2 separate regions of the Anas platyrhynchos genome follow, and region 1 is linked to region 2. A link is a contact called in public Hi-C data. All regions are on one chromosome and are shown on one strand. The core of a region is the stretch at or near the end of the contact, and the rest is flanking DNA. Distances in the headings are between cores, read along the strand shown. Region 1 overlaps LOC101800056 (synaptotagmin-like protein 2). Region 2 overlaps VSIG1 (V-set and immunoglobulin domain containing 1).

What was found. Hi-C and Micro-C count contacts between places; a contact is called where the count stands out from the background.
Region 1: a Hi-C map of F1 follicle shows a contact between it and region 2, with 1.8 times the contacts expected there. The contact joins two enhancer-like sites. A contact is called at or near these places in 2 of 8 Hi-C or Micro-C datasets (F1 follicle and skeletal muscle).

The regions. Positions count from the first base shown.
Region 1 is chr10:695,795-700,941 of IASCAAS_PekinDuck_T2T, reverse strand. LOC101800056 (synaptotagmin-like protein 2) reads right to left here. Exons shown (of 18, transcript XM_027465545.3): 10 at 4,597-4,688; 11 at 4,100-4,201; 12 at 2,019-2,188; 13 at 1,037-1,139; 14 at 702-863; 15 at 356-434. Among named protein-coding and RNA genes, the nearest start is that of RAB39B, 15 kb to the left of the region's middle. Within about 2 kb of position 2,306, at least 2 of the 8 cell types and tissues checked have an H3K27ac peak or open chromatin away from gene starts, as enhancers often do. A contact at or near this core is called in F1 follicle, where this site is marked.
Region 2 is chr10:653,326-658,926 of IASCAAS_PekinDuck_T2T, reverse strand. All of the region lies in intron 1 of VSIG1 (V-set and immunoglobulin domain containing 1), which reads left to right. The region is part of intron 2 of LOC101800056 (synaptotagmin-like protein 2); the gene reads right to left. Among named protein-coding and RNA genes, the nearest start is that of VSIG1, 16 kb to the left of the region's middle. Within about 2 kb of position 2,251, at least 3 of the 8 cell types and tissues checked have an H3K27ac peak or open chromatin away from gene starts, as enhancers often do. A contact at or near this core is called in F1 follicle, where this site is marked.

The DNA.
Region 1 (5,147 bases), core at 1,057-3,556, 42 kb before region 2:
AGGAAAGGAAAAGGCTCTGCTGGGCAAACCCGACCTCCTACCTGCCCCACAGTAAGAGGGGCTGTGTGTTGCTGCTACAGCATCACAGCACCCGACAGTGCTTGCAGTGTCCATAACAGCTGGTGAGTTTAAGTTTGTTGAACCCTCCCTCCATTTGCCCTGTTTCCTCCTAAATCCAGGTGTGAAAAGCAGATGTAGTCTGCAGGTGGCACTACTAAGCACTGGTGGTTGCCCCTCATCTCTAAGATCTTGCTCAAATGACATTACTCTTTAACAAGCCCGTATACAGATGAGGCATTGCGAGCTGCACGCCAACATGCAGGCAATGCTTCTTAATGTATGAAATGAATTTTACCTAGACTTCCTGGAGGGACGTACTTAATAGACAAATTCATCACTCCTCGATGATCCACACCATTAACAGCAGAAAGGCTCTGAAACAGAAAGAGTTATGACTGACTAAGAAAGGGCTTCTGTTAACAGCAGGGCAAACAGCTTTTGAGTTTAATGCAGGGGCACAAATGGACAAACTCTGCTTTTGTATGGCTGGGACAGCTCCTTACTTTGTGGTTTTGCTCTCATACTCAGTCCTTCAGAACCAAAAGCCTGAGGATTCAGAGCAAGGTTGCCAGGAAGGACTTCTGCCACTTCAGGCTTCAGGGTTGGGTTGGGAAGCAGGATTGGAGCTGAGCTGCACTTACCCGGGGCTTCAGCGGGTACCAGTTGAGTTTCCTGTTGCTCCAGTCCCAGCTGGCCAAGTCTATTTCAATCTCTCCCAGGAAACTGTTACGTCCCAGTGGGTCATTGTGCCAAACAGAGAGGTTTAATTTTTGGATAAGCAATACCATTTTCTCTATTTTGTACTAGAGGAAGAAAGAGAAGTCAGGTCGCTCAACTTCTTTCTCCAGTTTCTCTCACAACCCAAGGGGAGAGCAGTGCAGCAAGAGGCAGATGAAGGAGCCCAGCAAAGAAGGCAGGCTCATTCCAGACCTGCCCTGGTACCGCACGGGTTTTCAGAGCAGATAGGTGTTCTTACCCGTAACACCTCATTGTAAATGGGATTCACTGTCCTTTTCTTCACTGAGGTTTTCCTCTTACCCATTCTAGCTTTGTCTGGAAGCAGGTAAGTTTTAACATACCTGGAAAAGGAAAAAAAAATAAAAAATCATCTGGATACTGTTCAGTATTGCTATGCTCTAATAAGCAGTCAAGACTTCTGGGTGGTGACATGGGATTTATGGGAAAAAAAATGACCTGGAGTTGACTCTTTGGAGGCAAAACTAATTAAGAGACCTGCTAGGATATTAACTTGGCTTGCACTTGAAGTTATAAATTGCACTGGGGATGGGTGGATGCCACCAACATTCAGAACAAGCAGCTCTCTAGGCAGCATGGGAAGCCAGCAAGGCTGTATATCCATTTTCTGAAATGCCCACAACTACAGCATTTCTGTGTGCTCAGCATCAGGGTGAAATTAGAGAGAAGAGGTAGAATGTCTCAAGAAGCCTGATTACAAATCTCTCTATTTCAAGGTTCAAATACAAGGTTTTTTTTTTGTTTTGTTTTTTGTTTTTTTTTGTCATCTATTAAACAGAGTTCACTAGCCTTTGTTCAATTACCAGTGTGTCCTCTAATGTCACTTCTTTTCAGACTTTCTTCCCATATAAACACGTGTCTACATCACTGGTTATTACCAATGTGTATTCACCATGGAGAGACCAAGGTTCACATGGAAACATGTAGAACATATTTCAGTAATAACAGGAATTGTCCCTGTAGTGACCAAAGCCTTCTCAATCCTATTCAAAACTAAGTCAATGACAACATATTTACTGATGCCAATGGCTCCAGAACCATCAGCTAGGAAAGACCCAGCAGTAAACACACAACAGAATTCTAGAGGAAGGAAGAAATTATGGCATTTAAAAATAAAATTCATAAGAAAAAAAGAAAATTCTCTAGAACACAAAATTCAGCATCAGAAAAGCCATGAAACACCAGCGGGAAGCATCACTCACGGGTCGGATCTGCCTTTCTTCTCATCCACGACAGCCAGGTCCTTGCACTGGGACACATGAACCTGGAACTCCCGGTTCTTCTCGTCATAATCTAGTGCAAACTCCACAGTACCTTGGGCATCCACACTCCCAAAATCGCCACTGTACACACTGAGCACACTGCCACTCACCTGCCAGGTGGAGAACAAGGTCAGTGCCGCTGAAATAGGCACTGTTCAGACTTAGTTCTGCACAAAGATATGCACTGCCAGAGAAATAATCTGTTATCTCTGCCCTTCAGTAGGACTGAGTCCTTGACATGTCTGCAGCTGTGCTCGCCCAAGGGTTTGGGGATCTGAATAAAGGTCTCACAAGGATGTGCTATCCTTGACCAGCACTAAGAAGCACTGTTCTCCCAAATGCCCACTGAACACAGAAGATTTCCACCTCTAAATCCCAAAGCCTTGGGAAACAGAGCCAAATACATGTATAACTTGTGAGAGAACACATGTAACTTCCCTTTCCCTACACTAACCCCACAAACAGCTGCTTTCCTGACCCGGTCTCATCACTAAGAAACAAATATACCGAGAGAACTTGAACTATCTTTTTATATAAACTTATTATTTCTGATAGATACAGTCACCTAATTGTCATTCAATTTTAAAAATAGGCTACTAAGAACCATATCAGACTAGAAATATAGGACAAAATAATACTATCTTGTTGCTTGCTCACAAAGTGCAGAGAGCTGTGCAAAACAGAAACAGAAATAACCCCTGTCCTGAAAAGCCACTGTCCCAGCAGAGGCAGTTTGTGGGAATCTACTTGCCACAAATGCACAGGAAAATGAAGTTTCTGCAGGTATAACAGGAACGAGGCACCAAAGAGTCTCTTGCTTTCCCAAAACAAACTGCATTTGCCAACTGGCCTTCACTTTCTGTTTTCCCAGGCTTTAAGTCCTTCACTGGTAGAAAGTGATGAAACAGAAATAAAATACAGCCCCAGAAAGATGAGAATTTTCTATTGGGCCAATCACTCATGATTACTGATGGTATAACATAAAAGCTAATGCATTTTACCCAGCAAATAATTAACCCTCTTGGCACTCCTCTGTGGTACAATGCTGAGCATGTATCAAAAAACTTTCCTAGTAATTAACCCAATTCTTCTCTGTCACTCATACTTCTTTTGTTTCTCAATTTCTTTCTATGGTAACCTACAAGAATCTGCTAAACGTCTCCCCTCAGTCCTTGGAGCTACATTTATCATCCCATCAGGATATCAAATCCAAGAGAATCCTAAATGAGATCTTCAAGAACACCTACATGACTTGGACACAAAAGGCTCATTTATAGCTCCCAGACTTCACAGGCTATGAGAAAGACTCAAGCACCCCAAAGTTCAGTTTTGCTTTGTTTTTTTAACATATTTGTCTACAGTCACGACCTCTTCCTACATGCTTTGTTTCACATATATTCTTTAAATCTCACATATACAATTTGGAGATGCCTATAACAGTAGTACAGCGAATTAAAGCACTTTTAAGCAGCTCCCCAAAAATACTGTGTCTAAGGAATCCTTTTAAAATGCCTAACTAAACACGCTCAGCTCTTGTCAACTCTCCTTAGAAAGCAAACCTCTAAATCATACTGATGCTGTTCAGTTCTGAGTTCCCTTTAATTTGCTAATAAAGTGAAGGAGGAGCTTGCAGAGGTCACCAGTCTGCAGTCTCAGCTTTCTGAGAGGTGGACCACAAACAAGTCACTCACGAGCTGTGTGCCTCGTTTCCCCACCTAGAGACAGACCACCCCTCTCTCCCACATGCTGCCAGGCTTCAGAGCATCTACGCTTTGGAGCAGGGGCTATTGTTTCCTCTGAATTTGTCTAAGAATGACTCAGTGGCTCCTTAATTTGAGATGGTACCTGAAGACACTTCTTTAATGCAAGTAAGTAATTAAACATCACTGTTATTTTAATAAAGTACCATGCAGAAAGCAGCACGATACTCCGGAGGCCACATCATCGGTATCAGCCTAAATGCAGCATCACTATCCAACGGAGAAACCCTTTCTAGAGAGACGTACGCGTTAAATACCTACCGAGGAGACAGATGCCATGTCAGAGGAGTGGCTGCCAATGCTAGGCGTCTTTTTGTGCTTGCTAAATTGGAAGCTGATTTCTGAAGCCGTGTCTGATTCTGTCTGCTCAGAAAATAATAAGCATCTTTAAGCTGTGCCGTATGAGCACTTTGCAACACTAGAGAGAAAAACCAATAGCTCAGCAGAGTCCCATTAAGCAGCAAGCAGGTTAGGAGAGCAGAGGAGAATGCAGGGAATCTCCCCAGAGGCATTGCCTCCGACCGGCAGCAAACGTCATCATTAACTGCCTCCAAGCAGAGCTGCATGCAACCACCCTGGCTCTTACGAAGAGCAGGTAATAGCATGGTTTGAGGCAGAGGGAAACATTAAAACTCCTACAGGATTGAAGGGTCAAAAACAAGTACTGTCAGTGTCCTGGAAAAAGATTCTCATGAACCTGACTGCCATTTGAGGGATGCTGTGAACATCATTCCAGCCATTTCTGGTATCTATCCTACCTCAGACAACAGGAGAGGAGAAGATCTGCTCAGCTCTTTGACTCTTTCAGGTTCAAGAAACTGATGAGGTATCAGATGAGGTTTATTGTATGCTGTAAGTACAAACAGAAAAACGACATCAGGATGAGTTGTCAGAGTCAGCAAAATACAAGAAAGTCACCTTTTTGTTAGAGGACACAAGGAGGAAGGAAAAGCTAGTGGGAGGCACTTGCCCCATCTCTGTTGCTGGCCATTGAAGGTGAGCCCTCCACAAGGCACAGACTGCTGCTAGCTAACGCTCTAAAGCTATTTTCAGCGTTTTCATTTGATGTGGGAGTATGCAAACTCCCCCTAGTGGATAATTCAATTCATTCATTAGTTTAGAGATGTGCAACTACCAGATTATCTAGCTGCATAGATTTCGGTTAGAGTAAATGCAAGCATCCCTGTCAAAAATAAATAAATAAATAAATAAATAATGTAAAGACACTCATATTTCCATCTCATAGCATCTTGTAAACAATATAAACCTTTTTGTTCTATCTTTATCTTTTCTCAATAACTTCCTTGAT
Region 2 (5,601 bases), core at 1,002-3,501:
TTCAGTAGTTTGCCATTGTGTTGAAGGACCATAGCTTAATTCCAATGAAGAAGAGAAAATTAATGCACATACGTGCAAGTATTATTGTGGCAAGAAACTATAATCTTCTGGCCAACTCTAATTGTTAAAGCTGAGAACAATGAACTGAGACAGCTAAAATAACATTACATGGTTTTCATATTAGATTACAGTAAGGATTAAGCTATTGGGAACTCACAGGACAAGCAGGACCTACAGATAGCACTGGGATGCCCTCTTTCCCCAAGGCAGGATCCACACTAATTTAGGTCATTCTGCAACCATTCCTGTGAGACTGTCCTCACATACAATGCAAATCTCGCTGCAGTTAAAGCTCGCTAGTTCTAATCCTAGCCAACACTGATATGGAAAGTGGATTATTGCCTTCTTCCTTCCACTGAATTTCTAACATTCAAACTATCAAACAAGGAAGTCAGACTCCAAAGATTTTAGGTTGAGATAGGCTTGCCTACTGTAGGAGCTGATGGATCTGCAACATTTGCATGGTTAAAAATGCCAAAATAAATTCTTTCTTAAACTATGTTTTCTCTCATGTGGGTGATAGTGATAATTCGAGCAAAATATTCTTTTGATGTTGCTGAAGGTTCTGCTTAAATTCTAAAAAGCAGCACCCTAGCCTAAGATGCACAGATATTCCATTAAGAGAAGAATATTTTGTATGTTTACCTCTGTCACTCATACATTGGAAAAAAAACACAACTTCTGCGTGGAAGCCATAAGGAACCTAAACATAAGCAAAGTAGTTAGCAAAAGGAAAATGGAGAAGGGCTGCTAGGCTCCAAACTGGGGGAACCCAACAGTGCCACTGAGTCAGAAACAGAACGTAAGAATACAAGAAGAGACAACGCTGTAGCAGATGGTGAGCCACGGATAAAGATCAGACATCTAAAGGAGTAACTGCAGAAAAGAAGGCAAGAAAGGTGTAAGCGAGGCCTCAGGACAGCTGTGAGCGAGAGCGTGAGGTTCAGGAGAGCACTGAGAGTGCAGAAGAAAGGTTCCGTTGAGCCGCAGGCTCTCAGTGAGAAGACAAGCCTCTGCAGGTGGGAACAGGCCTGCTTTCAGCTCTGCTTTGTCAGAATATTCTTGGTTTTAAGGGGACAGCTATTCTGGGGATTTACGTGCTTGTTAGCTTTACCCACTCCCAGCTCGTTATCATGAAAACTTCCCCATCAAGCCCAAGGGAAACTGCTGAAAGGAGAAGGACAGACATCTCCTTCAGGTTGTTTGGATAAAGCAGGAGCAAGGCTCTCCTGCCCTGCTCCCCGAGCTGGCCCCAGCAGGTCTCTGCTCACCATGCTTACTGCCCACAGGTCACGCCGGCAGCGTTGTGGTGACCGTTCCTGAGAAGATAGTGAATGTCACGACGGGCGGCAACGCAACCCTCCTCTGTACGTACACAAGTTCTCAGCCGCTGGGAAATTTCTTTATCCAGTGGAGCTTTTACAGTGCCAAAGAGAGCCAGCTGCACACCGTAAGATATTTATTTGTTATTAATTTGAAGATATGTTTAAGATGTCCTGATGTCCTTAAAGAATCTTGTTATGTTTTATAGCGTTATCCTTGCTAATCCTGGGGGCAGGTAACATTGGTGTTCCCACAGTAAAGACAAAGGACTGAGGTGCAGTGAATTTTAGGGCAGATGTACAAAGCTACTGAGGCTCCCAATTCCTACTGCATGCCTGGGCTCTCATGGAAACTTATGAGAAGGTAGGAGAGGCATTCAGATGCTTCAACAACTTGCTCTAAGTCACACAGGAAGCGTGACGTGGAGTAAAGCTGAGGTGTCCAAAAATCACACAAGTGCTCTGGCCCCTGGACTAGCTCCCTTTTCTCTTGTCTGGCAGACACTTCCTCCTATTGTGAACGTGGTTTTCCTGGTGAGACGCCCTTGCCTATGACAATGCGTTCCCCACCTCAGGGTCAAATGCGAGCTCCATTAGCGCTGCTATTGGGTGGCTCGGACAAGAGCAGTGCGTAACAGACCACCAGCCCAAGTCAGCAGCAGTAGTGGGAAATCTGCCCCAGTTAACTTGGGTTAGCATTTCGCAGCATCCCGTGGGTGTCACTGCAGTAGCAGAACAATTACAGATCAAAGGCAAGTGCTCCCTGCCCTTCCTGAGACCAGCAGCTCCCCCTGCAGCAGTGCAGCGTGGTAGGATGGAGTATCAGCATGGAGAGGGCCGCGGGACTGTGCAGGACACCAAGTACTAGGCAGCTGCCTGCTGTAAGCATTGCCCCAGCCCTTCACGTGGCTCTGAAGGCCTTGCAGAGCAGCCTGGACTGTCTCCAGGGAGTCAGGGATGGGATGTGCAACTTCTGTACATACCCACACTAGCAGTCAGACTACGAGAGCTACCAATGATTCCAATGTTTGGGTGTGAAATTAATCCAGCATAACACACAGGTTCTGAGTTCCCCTTAGCTCACCCAGCAAGGTGCTGAGCAGTCAGCAATGCTTTCCTTTATAAGAAGAAATGCTGCTTAGAAGTGTCACTGCATCCTTGAAGACTGTGACTTCTTTCGACACCCTAGTGTCACGCTTGGCCTTTAAGACAATCAGTCCGTTCCCCCTCCTTCCCCCCTAGTTTTAACATTACTGCTAACATTTTTTTCCTACAAGTTCAATTTTCCTGCTTGGTGTTACACCTGAGAACTGATGTAAACAGGTTTGACTTAGATCACTGGCACAGCCCACTCTGATGATATTCCTATCGTGTTTAACAACTTCCTAATAACATTACACTCGGAGGTTTGCCACGGCTGATAGAGTTATACCTTCTATTCAGTTTATCAATTAGAGCAGAATTAGACTGTGTGCAATTTGCAGAACGTACAGTACTTACTACATTTGGCACTGAGCAATAGCCAGTATGCAAGCAAGAGCAATTTAACACAGGTCAGGGGAACTGCTTACCCTCCTGCTGTATGTCATAGCCATTGATAAAGCCTCTAGCAGTGACAAGCACAAACAGTGGGCCCGTCCCAAGTTCTGACTCCAGCTAAATGACAGACTGATATATGCACACCTTCCTGACTAATTGTATGAGTAGTTGTTACTCATATCATTTGCTTTTTTCAAGTCAAAACTGTTCTTAAATAAAGAATTACTCACAAAAGGGTGGCAGCTTCACGTTTCCTAATTTGTACATAGAGTAATGCATTATAATTTTGATCCAGTATGTTGTAGCACAGACTTCAATCACTCCTTCAGGTGGGAAGCACAGCACCAAGACAGGATCGAGCCCATATTCTCCAGATTCAGTTACAGTCTCTCCATTTTACTTGCGTTAGATTTTCCTCATTGCAAGACAAAAAATGAAATACATTTTCTGACCACAACCAGGAAAAATAAGAAGATTATAGCTGAAAGTATTTCAGAGGGAGCATGGGACAGCATCAAGAGATCCAAGAGGGGAAAAACCATTTGTAAGCTGTGATGGATGATGAGAAAATATCCCCTAAGGAATGTAATCAGAACATACTGTGGGTGGTTTGGAATATGCTCCAAAAAAGAAAAGTAACTGATGCGAGGCTCCAAAATGCCAGGGAAATCTCACGGTTCAATCTCTTTAGCACTCAGTCCCGGATTTTGCAGCTCCCCCTGAATTCAGTGGGGAAGCTGTGCCTAGAAGGACTGGAAAAAATGCATCTGGTTTTCTCCCCATTTGGTACTAATTTCATGGTAAATTCGCTTTCACACCACAGCACATATCCATTGGTAATGGATGATCTGCACTGTCATTAAATAAAGTCGATACAATCTAGCAAGGTGATGGGGTAGTGCTAATCCCATCCTCCTTGAGGACAGAGGCAAAACTTCCCTTCACTGCAGTGCCTGTTATCCTCAGCTCTACACTCAGCGAGGCATGGAGAAAACCCTTCCCTCTGCTGATGTATTCAGAGGGTGCATGCATGTGCAGAGCTGCAGGACTGGGGTGCTTTAATTAAATTGCTTTTAGCAACCCATTCAACTCTGTATTACTTGGTCCCGAAGCTTTTTACTGCAACACAGTGATTCCTCAGTGTTTTGAACCTATTCACAACAAAAGTAATCGTGTTAATACAAACAGTGGTAAGAAAGGACTGTGACTGCTTGTGAAAAATACCAATTTAAAGAAGTCACACAACACAGATGAACATGGAATCGGATTTTCAACCTGTCTAAACCCACAGCAATTTGAGGCTGCTCTTTCCATTTCGCACTGGTGAGTTTTCTGGGTTTCAGAAAGGACAGAGTGCCTGGCAGCATGTATACTTTTCACCTACAGGTTTAAACAAAAATAATCTTTGTCTCTACAAACCTGGCTTTGCCCTGGTTGCTTGGCATGCAGCTGAAGTTAAATTTCATATTTTCTTCCTAGTAGAAAGTATATGCATGGCAACGGAAGAGACTGCCAGCTTTGGCTTACGTTGTTTAAAGAATACCAAAATCAAGTCAAAAATATATTCAATATACTGGTGAGCTGACAAAAACAATGGAATTGAACATGTTGGCACTATAGTTTACTGAATACCAGAACAGCAGCTTGCATTTTAAGTTGGATAAAATTATTAAATTTTATTATATACTTAGATTCGTCTAACACATCTCAAATAAATCATGAATACTTCCTTATAATTAGCATCTATTTTCTCCAGAAAATTTTATTAAAAATTATACTGTTATTAAAAAATTGCCATTTTTTCAACAATTAAATGGATAAATTTTCAGCTCCTTTTTTTTTTTTTTTTTTTTAGAGTAGAAAATGTCTGCCAAATATTTTAAAGATAGGAGACTTACAATTTTTCAGAAAGCTACAGAAAATACTTGTTATCTCACCTGTTACAATCCTAAATATTCCCAGCACCTCACTAAGTGCTCGCTGTCTTGAGGACCCCGTTATTCATGTGGCTAGTATAAAAAGAATTAATAGGGGCATATTCTCCATAACAAACATAATGAAATCTTCATCCTAATAAATAATGTGTCTTTACATAACTGGTAATACGGCCATTTCTTTCTGCAGTGGCAGCAAATAATAAAGCTAACACTGTAGAATGTTAGAATTAATTAAGGCAAATTTAGATTCTTTAGATTCAAATTAAGATTCTTTTGGCTTTTAAGATTAATGAGTCTGAGCTTTAGATTATTAGATTTTAGGACATTATATATATATTAAGTATGGAGGCCATAGGTGTCCTTTTAAAAATAATGTTATTGTTTTATACCGTCATGTTACAAATTTTGCAGTGTTCTGAGATATGTGAGCTCAGTCGCAGTTCTGTTTCGAAGGAAATCAATAAGATCAGTGTGAGGACTGGTGCCAGTGCTAATTTAACACCCCGGAGTATTCAGCCACAGATTTTACCTTGCTGCAAGCTTAGGCAGCGCTGTACATCAGTGCACAGACCCAATGCTTCCCAGCGCTTGCTTTGTGAAGCTGTCTGGCGTGCTTTGCTGTTTGTTGTGGTGTTTTCATATCCTGTTCCCCTTTGCCACAATGCTGGTGCAGGTGTTCAGCAGCTAAAAGCCATGGCAGTTACACGGGCGGGGAGGAGATGCCGCAAACAGCCAGCTGCTCG